Regions from separate parts of the Mus musculus genome. Here regions 1, 2, 3, 5 and 6 are each linked to region 4. Evidence: chromatin contacts called from public HiCAR-type, HiChIP or PLAC-seq and promoter capture Hi-C data. All regions are on one chromosome and are shown on one strand. The core of a region is the stretch at or near the end of the contact, and the rest is flanking DNA. Distances in the headings are between cores, read along the strand shown. Region 1 has its middle 6.7 kb from the start of Med4. Region 2 holds the start of Nudt15 (nudix (nucleoside diphosphate linked moiety X)-type motif 15). Region 3 holds the start of Rcbtb2 (regulator of chromosome condensation (RCC1) and BTB (POZ) domain containing protein 2). Region 4 holds the start of Rubcnl (RUN and cysteine rich domain containing beclin 1 interacting protein like). Region 5 holds the start of Rb1 (RB transcriptional corepressor 1). Region 6 holds the start of Itm2b (integral membrane protein 2B).

Evidence for each region. Promoter capture Hi-C pulls out the DNA fragments that hold promoters and counts their contacts. HiCAR-type assays count read pairs that join an accessible place to other places. HiChIP or PLAC-seq counts read pairs in DNA pulled down with a chosen protein or histone mark.
Region 1: a HiCAR-type map of astrocytes shows a contact between it and region 4, with 4 times the contacts expected there. The contact joins the enhancer-like site here to the promoter of Rubcnl in region 4. A contact is called at or near these places in 5 of 39 promoter capture datasets (the C10 cell line, embryonic stem cells, hippocampal neurons and 2 more), 1 of 484 Hi-C or Micro-C datasets (B cells), 3 of 115 datasets of contacts at active chromatin or transcription factors (astrocytes, embryonic forebrain and large pre-B cells) and 1 of 9 other capture datasets (liver).
Region 2: a promoter capture Hi-C map of embryonic stem cells shows a contact between it and region 4, with 6 times the contacts expected there. The contact joins the promoter of Nudt15 here to the promoter of Rubcnl in region 4. A contact is called at or near these places in 7 of 39 promoter capture datasets (the 3T3-L1 cell line, the C10 cell line, embryonic stem cells and 4 more) and 3 of 115 datasets of contacts at active chromatin or transcription factors (embryonic forebrain, large pre-B cells and microglia).
Region 3: a promoter capture Hi-C map of pre-B cells shows a contact between it and region 4, with 3 times the contacts expected there. The contact joins the promoter of Rcbtb2 here to the promoter of Rubcnl in region 4. A contact is called at or near these places in 1 of 39 promoter capture datasets (pre-B cells) and 1 of 115 datasets of contacts at active chromatin or transcription factors (large pre-B cells).
Region 5: a contact with region 4 is called in a promoter capture Hi-C map of liver, with 2.8 times the contacts expected there. The contact joins the promoter of Rb1 here to the promoter of Rubcnl in region 4. A contact is called at or near these places in 5 of 39 promoter capture datasets (the C10 cell line, cranial neural crest, hippocampal neurons and 2 more), 1 of 484 Hi-C or Micro-C datasets (B cells) and 1 of 115 datasets of contacts at active chromatin or transcription factors (large pre-B cells).
Region 6: an H3K27ac HiChIP or PLAC-seq map of microglia shows a contact between it and region 4, with 4 times the contacts expected there. The contact joins the promoter of Itm2b here to the promoter of Rubcnl in region 4. A contact is called at or near these places in 3 of 39 promoter capture datasets (cranial neural crest, embryonic stem cells and hippocampal neurons) and 3 of 115 datasets of contacts at active chromatin or transcription factors (acute myeloid leukemia, astrocytes and microglia).

Annotation. Positions count from the first base shown.
Region 1 is chr14:73,501,982-73,504,745 of GRCm38.p6, reverse strand. No RefSeq gene overlaps it. Among named protein-coding and RNA genes, the nearest start is that of Med4, 6.7 kb to the left of the region's middle. Within about 2 kb of position 1,350, at least 78 of the 459 cell types and tissues checked have an H3K27ac peak or open chromatin away from gene starts, as enhancers often do. A contact at or near this core is called in astrocytes and embryonic forebrain, where this site is marked.
Region 2 is chr14:73,523,915-73,526,650 of GRCm38.p6, reverse strand. Nudt15 (nudix (nucleoside diphosphate linked moiety X)-type motif 15) reads left to right here and starts at 1,402. Exons shown (of 3, transcript NM_001360484.1): 1 at 1,402-1,591. The coding sequence starts at 1,437. Gm41209 (a long non-coding RNA gene) reads right to left here and starts at 1,349. Exons shown (of 3, transcript XR_874819.2): 1 at 1,105-1,349; 2 at 742-814.
Region 3 is chr14:73,141,192-73,144,094 of GRCm38.p6, reverse strand. It overlaps Rcbtb2 (regulator of chromosome condensation (RCC1) and BTB (POZ) domain containing protein 2), which reads right to left and starts at 1,585. Exons shown (of 15, transcript NM_001170694.1): 1 at 1,502-1,585.
Region 4 is chr14:75,014,687-75,017,405 of GRCm38.p6, reverse strand. Rubcnl (RUN and cysteine rich domain containing beclin 1 interacting protein like) reads right to left here and starts at 1,379. Exons shown (of 14, transcript NM_198642.2): 1 at 1,240-1,379.
Region 5 is chr14:73,324,402-73,327,148 of GRCm38.p6, reverse strand. It overlaps Rb1 (RB transcriptional corepressor 1), which reads left to right and starts at 1,327. Exons shown (of 27, transcript NM_009029.3): 1 at 1,327-1,626. The coding sequence starts at 1,508.
Region 6 is chr14:73,383,935-73,386,842 of GRCm38.p6, reverse strand. Itm2b (integral membrane protein 2B) reads left to right here and starts at 1,554. Exons shown (of 6, transcript NM_008410.3): 1 at 1,554-1,833. The coding sequence starts at 1,717.

The sequences.
Region 1 (2,764 bases), core at 101-2,600, 1.5 Mb after region 4:
TTCATTTAAATGTGTAGCAAAAAGAGCCTTGCCAGATGTGGCTCCTACGTCTTGGCCTTCCCACCTTCAAGGGTATCGCATTTCTGTTTATTATGGCAATCCAGCCTAAGGTATTCTCTGATGGTAGCACAGAGTGATTGGAGATGGTCTCTACTGGCTCAGTGTCTTCAAGAACCTTCTGAATTTAAGGACCCATGGTAGAGACTAATTGCTCTTAGCAGCCATCAGTCAACAAATTAATGTTGCTAAAGTACAGTCAATTACCTAGTACAAATGTAGTTCACTGCCATCTGAATTGCCTTGGCCAAATTCTAACTCATGGCTTTCAACAGAATAATTATTTTTGCTCTTTTCTTCCTAATGTTAAGACACAGAAGGATGACGGAAAAGAGGGAAAAAGAAAAAGAAAAGAATGGGGGAAGAAGGAAGAGGAAAAGAAGGAGGAAGCAAGCGAGGGAGGACAGAAGAGGGAGTTAAAATGGGAATGGAGAGGAAACAAAGATTTAAAGAGAAAGAAAGAAGAACAATTATCCCAGCATGGCTAACTCGGACTTGCGAGGCTGAGTCGGAAGGCTGGAAATTTAAGACCTAACGAAACTCTATATTCTGAGACATATCTATAGCAAGTTCATGCCTGCCTGGGAGATCTAATGAGACCCTCAAGAAAAGAGGCTGTGGAGCTAGGGCAGCAGTACAGAGGTGGTGTGCTTGCCTACTACATGGGAGACTCTGGGTCTAACCCTCAGCACCACAAAAAGAAATTACACAGAACTTGTTTTCCACAGACTAAGATGTTTAAATTGGTCTTCCGATATGCTGCCCCGGCCCTTTAACCTTTGAACAGTTTGTCCTACACCTAAGGACATGCTTAGCATTTTTTGTCATCACGAGACTCATCTCGAATCTTCTGTGAAGGTCAGTTTTACATTCATTTCAACCTTTGTTTTCTTCCCGATCAAAATATTTGCTTTGGCTGTGCTATGTGTGAGAGTTCCCAGAAACGTTTCCTTCAGCTGTTGGTAAGTTCGTGAGCATCCTGTCTTTCACTCTGGGAAGACAATTCAGAAAAGATTGGCTGTAATCTCTTTGTTTTCCGTTTCCTTGCATTTCAAACCAGTTTGCTTTTGCCCGTGAGCCCTCACGTGGTAAGACAGATGCTTGATAAATGCATAGTAATTTGATTTAATTCCTGAAGCATTTGATGAGCTTAAACAATATAGTTATATTGGCACAGTTTGCCTCGAATTTCCTTAACCTTGGGTCTGAATGTTTATCACAATCCAGAAAGAACTATATGGCCCTGTGCACAAATGAGTCACTGTACTCTACCCACAAAGGCTTGGAGATAAACATAGCTTAGTGCCAGCAAGTGCAGAACTGTATCCACCCCGAGACCCCCACATTGCCGTCCATTGTGTCTTCCCGAAAAATGCATTGTGATTTCCAAATTTCCATTAACTGTCAGATGCACCCAAAGGTGCACTCTCTGCCCAGATTTGTATCATTAAAGGCACAAAGGTGAATTTACTGCTAAATGTTTGAGTAAAAGCAACGAGGTTAAAGGAGGCCTCTTGGTCCTTGTTTCTGTGGAACAGTGGGCTCTTTGTCCTTTCAGAGCCTCTGGGGCTTGGCCCCCGGCCTCTTCTTGGATAACATGTTGCTCTTCGTCTTGCTGGACAGCTGCCAGGTCTAGTTCTCACCCCCCCCCTCCCCCAATAAGTTATTCCCTTTGGGCAGTCCCAATGCAGACATGCATACAGTGACTCCCTGTCCTCAGAAGTCAGGCTTCCAGAACATTCCCTGCCCATTTTGTGAATCTAATACCTGATATAAAATTTCTAATTACAGGCACTCAATTCTCTCTCCTAGGAGATCTGAAGCTTCAAAGGCTGCTGGTTGCCAGACCTTTTCTTCTCCCTGGAAAGCCCTTGCCAAATGGCCACATTTCACTCTGTCTGATCCAGGCTTTTTATCTGTTCTCAAGCAGACAAGGGCAAAACGCTTCATCTGCCGGCTGCTCAGGCAATCCACTTCCAGGATCTGCGTGTGCACACTCCCGACATACCAGTGTGTTGTGCAAATCACTGCAGAGCTATTTCTCAGGCTCCGGCCAAACCACTGAGATGCTTCTCAAACAAACAAACAAAAAAAAAAACAAACAAAAAATCCTTACAATTTCAAAGAGCGTTGGCACAAGTGAATTCTAGAAGTGTCAGCGGCTTTTCCCTATGGATGTATATCGAACTCACAGAGCAGTGGATGCAAGGTTCAAGATGAAAAGGGATGAAGTTAGGAGGTGCAAATATCGTTTCACAAGAGAGAATTCTGACACATGCATATTTAAATGTTTGCAAAAAAAAAAAAAAAAAAAAGCTTTTTGGCTTAGGTTGTTCTAGGGTGCTGATCAGAAACTTTAGATTCTCAGAAAAAGTGAAGAGTCTATCCAGGCTCTATCACCAAGGACTACGAAATGGCCAAAGTCCAAAGAGTCTAAAACTCTGACCTATCCTGCCTATTTTGGGTGATAATGGATATGTTTGGGTTCCTGTATGGCAGGTCCTGCCAGGAGCCTGAGTAGGTTCAAGGTGGCCCCAAGAAATGCAAGGCAAGAAAGGCAGCCATCAGAGCTGTCTCGGCCTGAATCATCAGGAGAAAGGGTCAAAGGCAAAGGTAGAGAGAAGGGTCCTGGGAAATCTCCTGGGCGGGGCGAACAAACCACTCTGGAGCCTCTGTTGATAGATGTTAGGCTGGATAATTTCCTGCT
Region 2 (2,736 bases), core at 153-2,652, 1.5 Mb after region 4:
CCATTCTGACTGGGGTAAGATGGTATCTTGCCCAGAGTTTCTATTCCTGCACAAACAGCATGGCCAAGAAGCAAGTTGGGGAGGAAAGGGTTTATTCAGCTTACACTTCCAAATTGCTGTTCATCACTACAGGAAGTCAGGACAGGAACTCAAGCAGGTCAGGAAGCAGGAGCTGATGCAGAGGCCATGGAGGGATCTTTCTTACTGGCTTGCTCAAGTTGCTTTCTTATAGAACCCAAGACTACCAGCCCAGAGATGACACCACCCATGGTGGGCCCTCATGCCTTGATCACCAACTGAGAAAATGCCCCACAGCTGGATCTCATGGAGTCACTTCCCCAACTGAAGCTCCTTTCTCTGTGATAACTCCAGCCTGTGTCAAGTTGACACCCAAAACCAGCCAGTACAGATGGCATCTCAATTCCTCAATGGAGATAGTCAACACTTTTAAAAATAGTTATTATTTTTGTTTCTCGTTTTAAACTGTCTATTCATTTGCACATTCGTTGATTGGCAAAACTTAGGACTTTGCTAAGCATACCTAATGGATACTGAAACTTTCTAATGGATTACTATGGTAGTTTAAATATGCTTGGCCCAGGGAGGTGTGTCCTTGTTGGAGTGGTTGTGGCCTTTTTGGAGGAAGTGTGTCGCTGTGGGAGATGGGCTTTGAGATACTTCTCCCAGTTGCTGTTTGAATCTTTTCCTGTTTGAATTTAGAACAAGATATACAACTCTTACCTCCTCCAGTGCCACGACTGCCTGGATGCTGCCATGCTTCCTGCATTGATTATAATGGACTGAACCTCTGGACCTACAAGCAAGCACCAATTAAATGTTGTCCTTTATAAGAGTTGCCTTGGTCATAATGTCTCTTCACAGCAACGGAAACCCTCACTAAGACAATTACTTAGGATACAAATTAAGTATACACTCAGATATATGTGTGGAAATATAAAAACTAACATTTCAAAGAGTTAAAGCTGTCTCTGGAAGCAGGGCTAAAAGGGATAGTGTCTGTCCTTGGGCAGTTTTGTACTATTGGGTTTCTAAAATTATGCACACATTAGTAGAAATAAAGTAATACTTTTAAAGTAAACCCACCCGTCCAAAGATTTAAGATGTCAATCTTGTTACAGCTGATTTCCCCAAGTTTTTCTTTTCATATTTCAGTTTTAGTTGATGTATATTTTTATCTACTATAATTTGTTTTTCTCTAAAATATGAATTTATCCTAAAGAAACTTAATTAGTCTCATTTACTTCCCCAAATCATCTTTCAGTACTCTTATGTTAGTTATTTATATGGTTGTTTCTGCATGATCTATGCACCAGGCGACAGGTGATTCGTGAGACACAACACTCAGCGAGCAATCAGCGAGGCTCCTGCCGGTTCCCGTACAGCTTCAACGTCACTTCCGGGGTCAGCCAAATGCTATGGCCGCTAACGCAGAGCCGAGGCGGCGGCCAGGAGTTGGGGTCGGCGTGGTGGTGCTGAGCTGCGAGCATCCTCGCTGCGTCCTTCTGGGGAAAAGGAAAGGATCGTTTGGAGCCGGCAGTTTCCAGCTTCCTGGGGGCCATTTGGAATTCGGGTGAGCAGGACGACCTCCGGGAAGCGGAAGCTTCGGGAATATCACTAGTCCGCACGCCATTCTCGGTCCGTGTGACGCGCTTCAGTGCGCAGTTGAGTTCCGCGAGCTCTCTACGGCCCCGGTGTCCTCCGGGATCCAGCCAGGAGGGGGTGCTGTGCCAGTACCCGGGCCCCGTTAGTCCTCGCTCTGCCCTCTCCTGGCTGCAAGTGGAAGTCGTTTGTATTTCTTAGTGTTTACAGAGAAAGTGGATGTTAACTGGGACTTTTCCTTTTGCCCCATGAGATTTAAATATATCAGAGTTTTGTGAGGCTGGCCCCGCCGCTTCTGCGATGTGGATGTGTCAGTCCCACAAAGGGGGAAGGGTAGCTAAGTCAGTTTCTGTGCAATCGTGAAGAAACCCTGGCTCTGCTCAAAAATGTGTTCTAATCCGAGAGTGTGCCTTAAAATACAATAAAAGTATCTAAGACATCCAGATTCGGTGTGATTTCCTTTAGTCTTGTATAGTAATATAAAATAATGTAGTGTTATAAAACACTTGGAAGGTAAAGCTTCAAGCCTTCCTACGCCTTATCTAACAAGCACCATACTTGATTCTGTAGACAATTTCAAAGGAAATCTGAGACTTCCTATTATGTAATTATCTGGGTCACTATTATCTAATAGGCTTATTTAGTTATAAGAGACCGAGATCTGCCTGCCTCAGTTTTCTGAGTGTTGGGATTATGGCGTGATGGATTCACTGGATGGAGGAGCCTCTCACTGGCTCTCCATGACAGGGAAACATTACCAGGCTGACAACTTCCTTCCTCTTGATGGTAACCTGTACTTTCCTATGTGGCCTGGAAGTACAAGTGTTGCATGCCCCTTAATGCTAATCATCTCTTTCTCTGTTGCCTAATTGCCTCAATTTTTAGGCTTAAACTGGAATTTTGAAGCATAAGGAAGGCATTTAATGCACTTTCAAAACACAACCCGAAAGGAACATTAATTAATGTTTCTTTTTTTCCTGGGTACAGTTGACTCAGAAGCCTGGGTTTTGTTGTTGTTGGGTTGTTTTTTATTGTTGTTTGTTTGTTTGGTTGGTTGGTTTTGTTTTGGGTTTTGGGGAGTGGTTTTTGTTGGGTTTTGTTTTTGTTTTTAGAAAT
Region 3 (2,903 bases), core at 336-2,835, 1.9 Mb after region 4:
CAGGCCAACTCTGCACATACACCCCTTGCTCACGATTTAAACCTAAACTTCAAGTTAGGGCCTCTAAGGGGTCCTGGGTCACTGAACCTCTCTTTGTTCCCTTTCCCAACGTGGCCACATTTATTAAATCTCTCTGATTGTCACAACAAACTCGTCAAGTGGCCCAATGTGGCCAAGCTTAGTCCGTGCAGCCAGGGCAATCTCAGGGTGTGCAAGGGAGCAGCACCTCGGTGTCCTCTGCTACAGTCCGAGTTAAATCTTTACCTTGTAAAGAAAGGCAAAAAGGCGGCTGGAAGCCTAGCTTCAACTCAGGCGGAAGTTCCATCGCCGCCAAGAAGGGGCATCGGGAAAAGTTTTTCACCTCTAAACTCCTCCACTTCCGGCCTCAGCAACGCCCAAAGGACTGAAAACCCTTAGGACAGCCAGGCCTTCCCAGCCATCCCTCCACTTCGGGGACCAAAGGCCTAAAGCGTGTGCCGCCATGGGGTCGGCGAGGCGGCTGCGGGCGGGAAAGAGCGGAAAGTCCTGGAAACGTCACCGCTAGCTCGCGCCGCGTGCACGGGAGGGTTGGAGACACCAGGGGCAGGGGTTCCCCCAACTGGAAGCGGGAACCCCACAGCCGTGGCCTCGGGGCGACGCACAAAACGGACCCCGGGCTGGGCCTGCGCGCATGCGCACCGCTACGCGGTCCCAGGGCCCGGGAAGGGACGTGAACCCAGAGCTACCCCAGCGACCTGGTCCACGGGCTCGCGCGTGCGCGCCGGGCCCCGGCCCGGGTGGGTTGGCGCTGCGCCCTGCCCCCGCAGCGGCTGCGCACCGGGCCGGGCGCAGGGTGAGGCCTCCGCCTGGCCTTCGCCCCCGGGACTCGCCCGCCCACCCGCGCCTGCCGCCCACACGCAGGCTTACCTCCGCGCCGCGCGTCCTTTCCGCTCCCCGGCAGCGGGGACTGCTCGCCCGGGGCCAAGAACAGCAGACACTTGGCGCCTCCCCCTGAAGCGGCCCGGCCTGGCGGGCTGAGCTCGAGTTCAGCCGTGCGGGGAGGAGGGGGCCGCGGGAGCGAGAAGAGAAACCAGAGGAGGAGGAGAGAGTTCAAGGGAGCGAGGGAAGGGGAAGGGGACAAAGAGAAGGGAGGGGGCTGCGCGCTGCGCCCCGCCTCCCTCCTCGGCCGGGATCGGCGACCCTGGCCTCTCTGGGGACCCTGTGCTGGACCCCGCTTTCTAGCTTAGTGCCCCGATTTCGGGGAAGCTGTGTCTCTCTGGTTTTAGGTCTTACATTCAAAGGCGCTGGTTTTCCTGCTTGCTGCGAAATAAGAGGCTAATTGCATTCTGTGCGCGCTAGTCCAGTCTTAGCAACTCCATCCAGGAGGCCCACCTCATTGTCTCTTGTTTGAGGGCCCAGAGAGCTGTCCGACTTTAAAATGAAGGAAATCCTGTCACCTGGGACGATCTGGAATGAACCTGGAGGATGTTAAGCAAAGTAGACATACAGCACAAATACTTACGGATCTCATTAAGGAGCACTGAAAAAGTCAAGTCGCACCAACAGAAAGTAGAGAGGTGGTTACTGGGACTAGGGAGAAGGGAGCCTGTGGGGCTAGTGATCAAATTTCAGTTAGGAGGAGCAAGCTCAGAAAGAAGGCTGCTATGCTACATAGTGGCTACAGTTATGAGCAGTGTGCACTAGAAAGTCCTAAGAGAAGAGATAATGTTATGGCTTTGAAACAGGGGCTCTGTATTAGCCCAAGTTAGCCTCAAACATCGTAGCCTCCATCCCTCCTCCTCTTGCTTGATCTTTGCCCTCACATTATATACATACATTAAAACATTGTGCTATATATAATAAATATATACACATATATATGTATGTGTTTATATATATATATATATACACACACATCAGTTTAGGGGAAGACAATGGAGATTTGGGTAATTTGCCTTGGGCCATATGATTAGAGATGACTCAAATCCATCTCTTCATTCCACAGGGCTTCTTTTACCTCTTGACCATGTGGTTTCTTTCCAAATGACTTTAAAAAGTGGGTCAGATAATGAAGGCCTTAGCAGTGTAACTGCAAGCTGGGTCACAGGATCCACAAAGGGCTTTTTGGAAGAGGCGGGCTTGATCCCCTCTTTGTCTTGAGCAAGTTCACGGTTCCTGAGGCTGAAAGTTCAGCTTAGGCTAAACAACAGTCTGTGAACTTATTATAACAATGGGCTGGGCTTAAAGAGAAAAGAAAATGAAGTTAGGACTAGATGTGGAAGGCCAGAAAAAAGTGTGAGGTTGGTGTGTCACGTAATAATTTATGGGCCCAAAATCTTTGCCTTTAAAATAGAGCATTTTACTGTTTAATATCTCACAAAGCATGTTGATAAAACCTGACAAAGATGACATATTGTTTTAATCCTAAATAAAATGTCATCAAATAGGATCCAACAACAAATACCATGATCAATGCAGGGATTGTTTCAGTGGTATAAATATGTTACAATGTAAGAAAGTTAGTCTTATAAGTAAGTCAAAGAAGTAGGCATGTTTTGGTTAGCCATTTAAAGTGATAGAGAATTCAACAGTCCTTTTGTTCAAAGTAAGTGGCTATATTCACTCAATAATAAACCTCTTAAGAGTATATCTAAGCCCGGGGTGGTGGCACACGCACGCCTTTAATCTCAGCACTCGGGAGGCAGAGGCAGGTGGATTTCTGAGTTCGAGGCCAGCCTGGTCTACAAAGTGAGCTCCAGGACAGCCAGGGCTACACAGAGAAACCCTGTCTCAAAAATCCAAAACGAAGAAACAAACAAAACGAACAAACAAGAGTATATCTAAGAAGTACAGGGATACAGTTGCTGCATCCCCATGGTACCCTGGATGGCATATGATGACGATGGACCAAGAGACCTGAAATT
Region 4 (2,719 bases), core at 130-2,629:
CCACAGTGCTGGTCACTTTCTTGTAAAGGCCACACGTAAGGCTTTCCCAGGATACCTCTGTCCCTTCAGTTCATTAATCTTTCTAACTCTCAGGGGAACGGAACCTGTGTTCTCCCCTCTCACCAAGGGAACTGGGGTCATGGAGGTGCCTTGACGACTATTTGGACTTGGGACTTGTCTAAGAAATCCCAAGTTTACTAACTGGGCCCCAAACCTTTGCTCTCTCGAACCACAACTTCAACTGAAGATCTAGCACTTGGCAGTGTAACTTGCCATAGGGGCACCTCCAGAATACATGGGGAGGTATATTGTTTTGTTTGCTTGGTTTTGGTTTGTTTGATTTTGTTTTCTGAGCCTTCGTTCTCATTTAGAGTAATATCCCTTTTCAAGCATTCTCTCTTCCACGGGCAAATCCCTCACCGGGTCAGGGAATTGCTTCAATTCCAGGTCAGCAGGTAGACGGACTTCAGGTGGAGTGTGCTTGCTTACATTGGCGAAACGTTTTTCAGCTACCTTGACAAGTCCAGGGCAGTTGGATATGAGGATGGGGTTCTCAAGGTTCATGCCTTTGAGGAACTGAGAAGAGCCAGGGGACCGCCTGGGTTCGTCTCTGTCCTGCCGCAATGAGGATGCCTGGCTACCTCTCCTGGCCCTTGTTTTGTAAAGTCACACCGCAAAAGTCCTCTTCTCTCCAGAGACAACTTCCCACAGCTCCCAAGCAACCATGACACTGTCCTGAGCGCCTCCAGGAACATGGGTCACCCTAAGTCATCTCTCCCTAGCCCAGGGCTTCTCATCTGCACTGTGCCTTGCTTCCTGCAGGCAGGCCAGTAGGGCTCGCCAGCGCTGCTTCAGGACACCTTCAGGGGTCACTGCCTTGAGGACAGGCAGCTAGGACAGGGATGCAGCCAGGACGCTGCGGGGACGCCAGTTATCTTTGCTTCCCTCCGCCCGCGACACTCGTGATCTGAAAAGCTCGGGGAAAGCGAAGCCTGAGACTGCGAGAACGCGGAGACACGGGGACGCGCTCCCGAGTGGGCGCCTTTAGACCCACGCCTCACGGACACACTCTGCCCTCGGACGCCACCGACCCGCCAACCCTGGGTGTAATAAACACGAAAAACAAACTTGGCACAAATGAGCTCCCCGCCCCCAACTCCCAAGCTGCGGCTCCCCCCACCTCCCAACTCGGATGTGTAGGAGCTCAAGTCAGAGAACCTCGCGGGGACCGCGACTTACCTACGCCTCCTGGCCGTTTTATCCACCAAATAGCCACCTTGCCCCGTGGCAGCGACAGGTTCGGATCACCTCCTCCGTGTGCCAACAGCTCCGAGGTTCTGATGGTGCAGAGAGAAGCTGCCAACGAATACAGAAAGTTTTCACCAATAGAAACCGAAGTTCTCTCGACTTCGAACGTGCAACTGCCCTCAGCTCCTCTAGGTGGCGCACGGTGCTCTTTGGGGAAAGAACTGGGACTCTTAATCCTGCACACAGCTCCAGCATCCCAAGTCATCTCTGCTAAAATTGGGAAATGGATCCCTGCTTCGCCTACAGGGCTCCGTTCTCAAAACCTACTTCCATCGCTTTTGACGGTCCCTTGGTTTTGTTCATTGACTTGTCCAGGTCGTGGAGCAAATACAATGATATTTTGGATTATTTGTTTAACATCTCTGAAACACCTTCAGTCCCTGGGGCATCCTAGTTTGGATGGTTTAAACTTAACTAGTTGTTGCCTCTTCGGAGTAAGTTAGAAAACAATAAGACAAAGTCAGCTGAATACTAGCTGTCCATCATTGTCTTCCCCTTCCCGTGTGGCCGGTTTACTTGGGGGTTACACTGGGTTAGACCTGGAAAGATCCTGAGTTATCTGACCACCCTCTGGGAAAACCTGACATTAAAAGGTCAGAAAGAGGAGCTGGTGTGGAAGCAGAAGGATTGAAACTTTGATGCCAACAAAAGCTACATGGCAAGACTATTTCAAGACAAGTTAATAGACAAACAGTGCAAGTTAGTGCTAATGCTGTTGCTCGGCTGCTGAGCTTGCTTCCTTTTCTGTTTAAGTATCCTTGAAGCCACCCCTGATGGAAACAAATCATCTGTTTCAAAGCTAAGGGATATGTGGCTTACAGTGTTGTATAACTCATCTGAGGTCCCATAGCTAGATAGCACAGTCAGACTTGTTAAGGTAGGTGTATCTGGCAGGAGATCTTATATCCAATTTCTTTCTTTTTTTTTAAGATTTATTTATTTATTATATATAAGTACACTGTAGCTATCCTCAGATACTCCATAAGAGGGTGTCAGATCTCATTACGGATGGTTGTGAGCCACCATGTGGTTGTTGGGATTTGAACTCAGGACCTTCTCGACAGCCCTTATATCCAATTTCTATGAAGCATCAAATAAGCCGACAAATTATGAAAAGGGGACTATGTGAGAAACTTGATTCAGGAATATCTAAAAGGAGAGAAATCAGAGCACAGGACATGGAGAAAGAATCTTACAGTGAATGTCATGCTGAGCACATTAAAGTTTGAATCTGGGGCCTGGAGAGATGGCTCATCAGTTAAAAGCACTGACTGCTCTTTCAGAGGTCCTGAGTTCGAATCCCACAACCACATGGTGGCTCACAGCCATCTGTAATGAGATCTGATGTCCTCTTCTGGTGTGTCTGAAGACAGCTACAGTATATGAACTGGGCTTCCTTATATATAGTAAA
Region 5 (2,747 bases), core at 78-2,577, 1.7 Mb after region 4:
CAATTGGCCAAGTGTCACATTCTCTGATAATTATGAGGCAGGACTGTATCATTTCTGTATATTATTTGATCAGGCTCCCACAGTCTATCTTTTATCTTCACCAAACCTAGACTGTATGTAGCCTGAGCTCTTGCCTAAATCTGGGACAAAGTGAACTCAAGTGCTATTTTAATTCCATTCATTCTCCGTGGCTGCATCAGGGCCTGGGGCTCTACCTCCTGACAAACATTTGGTCTCTAGAAGGCTTCTGAAGTTAGGCAAGTCTGAAAATTGAAGGAGGCCCATGTATCCTTCACTCATCTGACATCAAGGCAGAAAATAAGCCCAGGCTTGCAACCTACCCAATTAAGTTCTCGATTCCTCAGTCCTTGCTCAGCTGTTCCAAGATAGTTTACACCAGAACAACAACTGTATTTTATTCACAGCACTTCAATTAGTGAGTTGTATGAATAAGGACTGACAAAGGGAGAAAATTATGTTGACTGACAGGTAAAACGTAACTAGAAAAGCTACCATTGCTGAGCCAGCTTTTGGTGGCGGTAGGTAGTTCTAGTATAAAGTATGCTCTTTTCCGGTGTCTGTGCGTCGGCGACATGGTCAGACAAATATTACTTGGGTTCGAGTCCTCTGCCAGGGACCTGCTATGTGACGCGGGCAAATTGGCTCCCCGAACTCCCCACTTCCAACCCGCAAAAGTGGAATGCCGACCTTCCCAGTTTGACCGGCTGTCTCGGAGAAACCATTATGAAAGGAGGCCGGATCGTGCGCATGAACACGGCCAACTGGTTTTCTGCTTTCGTCTCAAACGCGTTTGTAAGCGATTTTTCAAAGTCGGGTCCGCCTGGCAAACTGGTTTTCAAAAGCTACTTTCCCGCTAAGATCTGTCCCGCTCGGACCGCGCCTCCTGTTTCCCCATCAAAAGACTATAGTCTGTGCGTGCATCGCCCATCTTCCCTTGTCTCCAGAAGGCCACCAATGGCCCCACCCTGGACCGCCCACCCGGGCCGAGCCCACCTCCCACTGGCCCGGCACGTTTGTTTTTGTTTTGCCGGCCGCGCGGGCCGGGCGAGGGGCGCGCCCTGTCCAGCGTTCTCCCAGAGGCCGCGGCTCCTCGCAGCGGGCCGGCCCCGCCTCGGCTGGCGCCGCCCACGGGGACGACGCGGGCGGAGACAGGCCCGGGCAGGCGCGGCTTCCCCGCGGCTTCCCGCCCGCGCCCTCGCCCTCGCCCTCGCCCTTGCCCGCCGCCGCCGCCACCGCCGCCCCGGTTCCCCACTGACGCCCGCGGCCCGCGAGCCTCGCGGACGTGACGCCGCGGGCGGAAGTGACGTTTTCCCGCGGTTGGCCCGGGCGCTCGGTTGCCGGGCGCGTCCGGTTTTCCTCGGGGGACGTTCCCATTATTTTTGTAACGGGAGTCGGGTGAGGACGGGGCGTGCCCGGCGTGCGCGCGCGCCCGCCCGCCTCCCCGCGCGCCTCCCTCGGCTGCTCGCGCCGGCCCGCGCTGCGCGTCATGCCGCCCAAAGCCCCGCGCAGAGCCGCGGCCGCCGAGCCCCCGCCACCGCCGCCGCCGCCGCCTCGGGAGGACGACCCCGCGCAGGACAGCGGCCCCGAAGAGCTGCCCCTGGCCAGGTGAGGAGCGCGGCCGCCGCGGGCCGGAGAGAAGGGAAGGGAAGGGAGCGGGGACGCCGGGTGCATCCCGGCGGGGACGCCGGGCGGGCGCATCTCGGCGGGGCCGGGCTGGCGGTAGGAGCGGCGCCCCGGGTCTCCGGGGTCCCCTTGGTCCCCCATCTCTGCGGGGGTGGCGGCGGCGCGCTGACACGGTCCCGGGCTCGCGGGCGACGGGGAGGGCATCCCGAAGGGGTCTGGGCTGCGGCTTGACAGGTGTCGGGCGGGTGGGGCTCCTGCTCCCGAGCGAAGTGACAGGTGCAGGCTCTACTCCAGCGACGCCCAGGCGCGGAGCCGGCGGGTCCCGGAGAGCCCCGGTCAGATGCAAAAACAATTGAAATAAATATTTAAAAAAAGAAAAAAAAAACTCGACCGGTGTTTGTTTTCTTTCTTCCTCCCTTTTTTCTCCGTGGAGATCCGAAGCACCCCCGGGGTGGGTTGACTTTCTCTTTTGCAGTCGTCCTGCGATGCAACAGTTGGGAGCCTTGCCCTCTCTGAGCTTGCGCTGCATCGGCAGCTTGGTCCTGGGAGAGGCCAAGAAAAGCCTTGTAGGCAAAGCGCAGGGTCGTGGGTGTCAATTGCTCACGGGGTCCTCAGCTCCCGGGCTTTGTGGGGGTTTCTTTAGAACAATGCTTTGAGGCCCGGGGGGATTTAAAGCCATCTGTGGAGACTGATGGAGCAGAACTCTTAGAAGAACTGGTATGTGGGCAAAAGTTTCAGGAGACATTTAAATGCAAGGGCTTGGAAGTTTCTAAACTTTGTTCCCCTTTTTTTTCAGGGTAGAACTCTTCTTGCGTGCTGATTGGCCCGCAGCATGCTTCATTATTTCTTGCCTTTTGCCTTTGAGCATTCACGGATTCTGGTGCCTCCCCCTCCCTTTTTTCTTTTTTGGTCTTGTGTTTGGTACTGTGTTCTCTCAAAGAACTTTTCTCTCCATTTATTAAGTGGAATCTAAACTTAAGTTCATGTGGATCCAATAAGAACAACAGAGAGATATTTATTGTATTTCAACATTTTTTTTCTTGACTGTGCTACTGTGTGATTAAGTAACAGAAATTGAAACAATATGATTGTTGTTATTGTCA
Region 6 (2,908 bases), core at 305-2,804, 1.6 Mb after region 4:
TAGTAGGAATAACCTCTTTCAGGACCGACCAACTCATACATCTACTCTATTGACTCAACTATCAGCAGTTGTTTATCTGACACTGTGTGACCTTAGTACTAACCAGTGAGCTATGGTTCCGCTGTTCTGCTTTCTTGTCTTGGCTTCCAGTGTGACTCTGGAATGACAATCTGCTTTCCTCTGCTTACTTTTTTTTTCTCTATTTATAAAACCATCCACCCCCTCACCTTCTCTTTCATGAAACGGAGTCCTACTCAGTCCCAGAGGCAAAAATAGAAATATGGGAATGGAGAGACGGCTCGGCAGTTAAAAGCATTTGTTGCTCTTCCAGAAGACCCAAGGCTTGGTTCCCAGCAACCGCATGGCGGTTCTCAACCATTTGTAACCCCAGTTCCACGGGACTTGACTCATTTTTCTGACTTCCTTAGGCACAGGTACATGTAGGCAAAAAAAAAAAAAAAAAAAAAAAAAAAAAATCATAGGCATAAAAATTAAATATTTAAAAATAAAAAGAAATAAAGATAATTCCCTCCTTGAATAGAGCCAGGGGCTCAAGAACTCTGGTCTCAACTGCTGTCTTCAAGGTTGGCCTAGGCCAGAGCTCACACAGCAGAATCCTTCTGGCCAACAGACACTCCTGTAGGTGGACAAGGAGAGGATATGGAGAAGGCTACAGGATCAGTCATTTGACCAAAGGACCATCTGGAGACATGGCTGTAAACCCAGTGTGTGGGCCAATGTCTTCTGTCAACCAGAAGCAAAAACCTCTTCAAAAAAGGAGAATTTTTTATTTTGAAGAAAAATAAGAACTTGTCCTAAGTACGTTGTCACAAATCACAGATTGGCCTAAGGCAAATATGGTTTTTTGTTTTGTTTTGTTTTGGCTTGCTTATACAAATGAGCTCGGTTGGTACATTTTGTTTTACCAGTTTAGAATTTTAGGAATACAAATGGATGAAGAGGGTTCCTGGTCATTGGCTTGAGATTAGGCTGGGCAGGAACTGACCTCTGAGGGAGGAAGAAAAGACCAGCTTAGTCAACCAGGCAACACCTTAGGGTGAGGTCTGTGGGAGATAAGTCAGATCACCAGGACACTAGGACACAGTGCTTCAAATATTCCTATGCTCTACTAAGTCGCTTACTAATAAATGATTAAACGGAGCTTTTGGGTTTGTTTGTTTGTTTTTCTCACACAAAAATTCCATGGCCTTTGGGCTCACAATCAAAGAGAATTTGGTGCTACCAGAAGTTAACTTATCCTACGTAGCCAACCGACAGAGTTCACCCCATTTTCTTATCAACTTGCAACACTGGGCCCCTGAGGAGAACTAGTTGGAAGCAAATTCAGAACCGGAAAATCCAGGCAGCCCAGAGGGGCAACAAGTCCTAGCTCAACCAGGCGCGCCCTCCACAAAGCCTGGCCAGATTCCCGCTGAGTCCTGGGTGGGGGTGGGGGGAACCAGGGAGGGTCTGGCGTGAAGCCAGGCCCCGCCCCGCTCAAGGCCCCGCCCCTCCGGGCCCCCGCCCTGCGCCCGCGCCCCAGCTGCGAGGCCGGAAACCGCGCTGCACTGAGCCGCTGCTGCTGTCGCGCAGTCCGCTCCTCCGCTGCAGAGTCGTGCCCTGAGCTCGGCCGACAAGGCTGCCTTCGCAGCCGGGATCCTGCCAGCCGCGACCCCAGCCTTCGCCGTCGCCGCCTAGGGCGCCCCAGGCCGCACCATGGTGAAGGTGACGTTCAACTCGGCGCTGGCCCAGAAGGAGGCCAAGAAGGACGAGCCCAAGAGCAGCGAGGAGGCGCTCATCGTCCCTCCGGATGCCGTGGCGGTGGATTGCAAGGTCCTGGCTGGGGTCGCGGGCGGGGTCCCGGCGGCGGGGACGGTTTCCCGGACGGTCCTCCGCTCCCGGGTACCGTGGTGTGTGTGTGTGCAGCGAGCGGGGCGGGGTCCTGGCCCTGGCGACCCCCGAGGGGACAGTTGCACAGGTGTACGAGGTCCCGCGGCTTTGCACTTGGCTTGGTAGCCCGGGAACCTGCAGCGACAGGCACCGCCACCACCGAGTTTGGCACTTTTTTTCCAGTATAAATACTGTGCCTAAAATGGCTGACATCATAACAAGCCTAAACCTCTGTTGTTTCCTACTTTCGTTTCTAGGCTGAACAGCACTTGGACTAAGTCCAGCAACTGTAAGCATCTTCATTTTTTAAAAGCCCTTTTCTTTTACAAACTCCCTTGCCTACAAATGGCCTTCGGTGTTGGCAGGTGAACACCTTGGGGTCTGGAGAGAGAAGACAACAGTATACTGGGAGTAGTTTCTGGCTGGTGATTTTATTATTGTAACAAATATTCCAGGTGAAAGTAATTGCTATTGTGGCTGTTCCCATGTAACCCAACAGTTGACTTTTATCAGCCTCTTTGTGGGTACTTCTGAATAAGTGAAACTGGAACCAAAACATAGGAATTTGCTCCCATCCCTACAAAATAGGTAACCTTTGTGTTACCACATCCCCGGTTAGCACTGAGTGATGCTGTCACTGGATTCAATTTTTAAAAGTGATGTACAGTAATATTCTTTTAAATATAAATATAATTTTTGCCTAAGTTTTCTTTTTGCCTTTTTAGGGCTTCTGACATTTGATACCTATGAATACTAACAGCGGGTGCTGCTTCGTTTTTCACTAACACTTTTTAATACCTATTGTCACTTGGGTAATTTTAGTTTTGACTTAAAATCAGTCGTTTGTGTCCATGGTACAAGTAGTAAGGAGAGTTTTTGTTTTTGTTTGTTTGTTTTTTAATGATCTAATGAAAATTACTGTAAAGAAACAGGCCACTAATACCCTATAAAATTTTTGGATATATAATAGCAGTCTGGGCTGTTTGGACATGTTTTCTGGAAACGTTCCAGCTAAAAG